Linked DNA regions of Felis catus: region 2 is linked to region 1. Evidence: chromatin contacts called from public Hi-C data. All regions are on one chromosome and are shown on one strand. The core of a region is the stretch at or near the end of the contact, and the rest is flanking DNA. Distances in the headings are between cores, read along the strand shown.

The links. A called contact is a pair of places that touch in the nucleus more often than the background predicts.
Region 2: a Hi-C map of skin fibroblasts shows a contact between it and region 1, with 1.9 times the contacts expected there. The contact joins two enhancer-like sites. A contact is called at or near these places in 2 of 3 Hi-C or Micro-C datasets (fibroblasts and skin fibroblasts).

What each region holds. Positions count from the first base shown.
Region 1 is chrC1:34,322,122-34,324,748 of F.catus_Fca126_mat1.0, reverse strand. All of the region lies in intron 2 of ST3GAL3 (CMP-N-acetylneuraminate-beta-1,4-galactoside alpha-2,3-sialyltransferase), which reads right to left. Among named protein-coding and RNA genes, the nearest start is that of ST3GAL3, 49 kb to the right of the region's middle. Within about 2 kb of position 1,283, at least 1 of the 10 cell types and tissues checked has an H3K27ac peak or open chromatin away from gene starts, as enhancers often do.
Region 2 is chrC1:34,459,749-34,462,375 of F.catus_Fca126_mat1.0, reverse strand. The region is part of intron 11 of ST3GAL3 (CMP-N-acetylneuraminate-beta-1,4-galactoside alpha-2,3-sialyltransferase); the gene reads right to left. All of the region lies in intron 2 of LOC123379586 (a long non-coding RNA gene), which reads left to right. Among named protein-coding and RNA genes, the nearest start is that of ARTN, 16 kb to the left of the region's middle. Within about 2 kb of position 1,330, at least 2 of the 10 cell types and tissues checked have an H3K27ac peak or open chromatin away from gene starts, as enhancers often do.

The sequences.
Region 1 (2,627 bases), core at 34-2,533:
CCCTCAGATCCCCTCCCCACCGCCCCGTAAGGAACTGACGACTAGTCCCCATCTGCTGGGATCATGGTGGGCAGAAAGCCTCCAGCTGTCAGGCATCTTCAGGAAATGCTTAGCTGAAAACAGATGCTTACCCAGGATCATGCCTTCTTGGCCTTCCAATGACTAATGGCAGCCTATGGCCAGTCAAGGAGAAACTATAAAGACGAAGTCCCCTCCCTTCAACTCAGAAGGGCCATCCCAACTTTACAGCCCCCACGGTATCGGCTGAAGCCTTTCTTGGGACTGAACCACAGTCCAACTTCTCCCTCTGCACAATCCAGCCTCCCTTTCCTCCCTTTCCTTTCTTTTCCTATCGAGAATGTTGACCCCAAACCACTCCCCAATAAGACTAACCTTTGTGTCAGAGTTGCTTTTTCAGATCCAAGCAGAGACAGGCACTGTATTCTTGACACAACAACCCTGCCTCCGAATATGACACAAATACCATACTTTCCAATCAAAAATGAAAATACACAAAGTCACAATGGGATAGAAGCTTTAAGCTTAAAACTTAGACTCTCCAGGATGGGTGAAACAGGTGATGGGGATTAAGGAGTGAACTTGTTGTGATGAGCACCGGGTGATGGATGGAAGTGTTGAATCACTATTCTGTGTACCTGAAACTAATATTACACTACAGGTGAACTAACTGGAATTTAAATAAAAACTTCCCCAAAATAAAATAAAACAGACTCCCTACAAAAATTCAGAATGTATTATACTATTAAAAGACAGACTCTTTCCAAGAAAATAAGTAAAAGAAACCATAAACATTTTAAGATCCGCTTTGAGAAAAGGAGCTTTGAAACTGTCCTAAAGAAAATGTTACCACCTGGCTTGTAATCAAATAAAATTATTAAATACGTAGCAAAGAGGTACACAATAGAAATTATTGAGGATCTATTATCCATCCATGCAGGTATTTAGTTTTTGTTTTTGTTTTGTTGTTGTTGTTTCGAGAGAGAGATCGCAAACAGGGAAGGGACAGAGAGAGAGGGAGACAGAATCCCAAGCAGGCTCCACACTGTCAACCCAGCGCCCAGTGTGGGGCTCAAACTCACGAACTCTAAGATCATGACCTGAGCCAAACAAGAGTCGGATGCTTAACCGACGGAGCCACGCAGGCACCCCTAGAGCAGTTGCTTTTTGAGTACTCACCACAACACAGCGCTGGGAGCTTTATTCACATGCACTATCTCATTAAATTCTTTCTAAGTTCTGCAGGCAGTAAAACTCAGGTTCAGAAAGCGTAAATAAACTACTTAAAGTCCCAGAGTTAGAACTCCAAGTCAGGTTGGGCTTCTTCCAGAGCCTCAACTCCTGTGGTAGTCTTGCATATTCAAGCTACTACGAGGTGTTAACTAAGTAATTTGCAAGGGGGAAGGGAGAGCAAAAGGCGAGTATATGTGGTTCCAAAACCTGTTCTCTCCTCTTACCCGTCTCTACTGACGGTAGGCACAGGCACTGCCTTCTAGATACACACACTCCAAGGAATGAGTTAAAGAACTATTCCATGCACGATTCTGCCAGAAGGAAGATACCCAGCACAAAACTGTTCTCTAGCAATTCAAGAGGTTCTTCTGCCCTCTTGTGGCTGAAGGAGACTACTACAGATCAAAGCTCCATTAAAAAGTTAAAATACCATATAAAGGCAATTGGCAGTCACACAACACAGGAGGCAACTGTGATGGGCTCATAATGAACCAGATTTAATAACTCAAAAATTTGATCTTGCCACTCTTCCATGACAACCACTGCTTGGAATAAGATAAGAATAACAATACTAGAGATCAGGGAGAAAAACGACAAAAATCAGTATTTTTGTAATGATAATAAGGACTATGACAACCGCTACATCCATCCAGAACAATGATAAAAGTGTAAAACATTCTAAACCCCAAACAGAAATCCTCATCTTTACTTTCCACACGTAACAATGTATTTTAGAAATCTTCTCACAGCAGCCAATACAGAGCCTCCTCATGAGCCAATACAGAAGCTCCTCAGAGCTTCCGGGGCACAGCACCCCCTTGGATGGGTGAACTTGGCCCCTACTGGTGAATGCTTCGCCGCCTTCCAAACTTTCACCATTAAAAACAATGCTGCAAAAAGCAAACAAATAAAAACTACGACAGTGCTATCATTTTGTAAGTGTGCAAGAATACCTGCAGATGAATTCCTAGGGGAGGAAATGGGGGGTCAAAGGGCACATGCATGCCTTTGCACTACTTTTTTTTTGTTTTTTTTAATTTTTTTTTCAAAAAAAATTTATTTATTTTTGGGACAGAGAGAGACAGAGCGTGAACAGGGAAGGGGCAGAGAGAGAGGGAGACACAGAATCGGAAACAGGCTCCAGGCTCTGAGCCATCAGCCCAGAGCCCGACGCGGGGCTCGAACTCACAGACTGCGAGATCGTGACCTGGCTGAAGTCGGACGCTTAACTGACTGCGCCACCCAGACGCCTCTGCACTACTTTTTAAAAACTCTTTTCTCCCTCTGATTTTCCCTCCTCTCTCTCTGGCTGTTCCTTCTCATGCTTTCTTAAAAGTTTTATTTTAAGAAAAACAAAAGTTTTATCTGGGGTGACT
Region 2 (2,627 bases), core at 81-2,580, 140 kb before region 1:
TGATGGGGATTAAGTAGGGCACTTGTGATGAGCACCAGGTGCTGTATGTAAGTGATAAATCACTAAATTCTACTCCCGAAACTAAATTTACACTGTATGCTAACTGCAATTTTATCTATCTATCTATCTATCTATCTATCTATCTATTTTGCTTTTAGACAATAATACAGGTATTTCTGAGGTCAGTTATGATCATTTGTTCCTTATTTTTTTTTAATTTTATGTAAATCCAAGTTAGTTAACATACCACTTACATGTAACACCCAGTGTTCATCCCGACAAGTGCCCTCCTTAATGCCCATCACCCATCTAGCCCATCCCTCCTCCCACCTCCCCTCCAGCAACCCTCAGTTTGTTCTCTGTATTTAAGAGTCTCTTATGGTTTGCCTCCCTCTCTGGTTTTATCTTATTTCTCCTTCTCTTCCCCCGTTTTGTTTCTTAAATTCCACATGAGTGAAATCATATGATATTTAGCTTTCTGACTGACTTATTTCCCTTAGCATAATACATTCTACTTCCATCCACATTGTTGCAAATGGCAAGATTTCATTCTTTCTGAGTAATGTTCCATTGCATGCATATACCACATCTTTATCCATTCATCTGTCGATGGACATTTGGGTCCTTCCCATACTTTGGCTATTGTTGATAGCGCTGCTATAAACACTGGGATGTGTGTGCCCCTTCGAATCAGCATTTTTGTATCCTTTGGACAACCAACTGGAATTTAAATAAAAACTTGGAAAGGAAAAAAAAATCTCGGGTATCAGGTGAGATGGGATGAGAACCCCATACCCACTAACGTCAAGGGGGCAGGTGGAAGCAGAGGCACCTGGGGGAGACCAAGAGGAACCATGAGACAGACAGGGATGCGAGTGAAAGAGCAGGAGCCTTGGAGTCTGGAAAACCGGGGTTCGCATCCTGATTCCACACGTGTGTGACCTGGGGGCAGTCACATCATCTCTTCAAGCCTCAACTTCCTCGGGCCTAACAGGGATGACAGGACCCACTTCCCAGACTGTTGTGAGGATTGTACGAGGTGCTCTGCACTTTGCAAAAGCATCTGGCACCATGTTTGGCACACAGCGCGAGCTTAGTAAGTCTCGTCTATTATGTCTGTGAGCCAGTGTCACAGAAGTGGAGAGGCAAGGAGAGGGCGTGGTCGGAAACGCCGGATGCCACGCAGGCCAGTACACAGACACACACGCGTTCACACGGGGAAGCCTGCTTTTCCCTCTGGTTCCCTGCAGGAGGGCAGTGGGCGACGGAGCCTTCCCCCGCTGGGTGACCCTGCCAAGCCCGGCCCCACAACGCAGCCCTGTCCCAGAAGGCTTGCCCAAATTTGGCCCCAGGCCTCTCACAGCTCATTTCCCTGCCCCACAGGACACAACACAGAGGCCTATAAAGCCGGCCCATGACGCTGGCCCCAGAATGGTCAAACCTCTCCTCAAGGCCAGCTGTGGACTGCATTCCTTGTCGAGTCCCTCCCCCTCCAGGAATGTCCCTGCCTCAGTCAAGCCTGGACCCAGCTCATGGGTGTGCGGCCGCCAGTCTCCCGCTGACGCAACAGCCAGGAGCAATGGGGAGAGCTTCTGGGAAGAAGGTGCCTCCCTGGACAGGTCTCCTTCCGCAGCCCCTTCCTCCCTCTCCCTCAGGAGATGAGAGATCTGGGAGTAGAGAGGCTGACCTTGGGCTGGTGTCCCGCGGCCCAGAGCAGGGTGGGCGCACTCACTCGGGCTCCCGGCTGCTATTGCCTTGGGACAGGCTACCCCCTCTCCCTGGGGTCACCCCAACAGCTACCGGGTCTGCCCACCTCCACCTTCAATTCCTTCCCTTCCCTGCACAGGTCTGACCTGCACACTCTCAGGAGGACTAGAACGTTCAGTGGCTTTCCACTGCCCACGGAGACAGCCTGTCAGGATAATTCAGCGCGTGGGTCTGGTTTTTGCTTTTGTTTTCCTAAACCAACAGGAATCTGTAACTCAGTGGAAAAGACAGGGTAGTATACAAAAACCTCAATACATGGTAGGATGATTATAATGTGAGCAAGAGCCAAAAAAGAGGCTTAGAATACCTGCTGTGCTTATTTAGAATACAGAGGAGACATACCCCGAAAGTGTTCACACACATGGCATATAAAATGGGAGGGAGGGCAAGGTGACACAGGAACAGAACTAGAAGCAAAATGAAGAGCTCGAAAAGAAGCTATTTACAGATGCAGATACTTCAAAGCTAATGACTGCAACTCACAAAGATCACAAATACTTGGGTGCCTGCTAGACATAAAGCATGTTCTTTTTGTACAGACATATTCTATAGTATTCCAGACAACCAACCCTCAAAATGCAGATTACAATCATACAAAAAGAGACCTTCAAGAGCATGTGGTCCAGTCCCCTGCTGAAGAAACCCAGGCCCAAGAGGCTTGTTTTCTTATCCAGTCTATTTCCCCTGAGGATCCACTACCACTGTTCTTCCCCAGCAACCCACACCTAGTGATCCATCTCCCGTGACCTTGCCCTCTCCCTCCTGCCTGGGGACTAAGCAACTACCAAATCTGCAGCTTCTGCGCTGGTTCACCGTGCGACCATACGCTTCCCACCTTCAAGCTTCGCCCCACCCTGCTT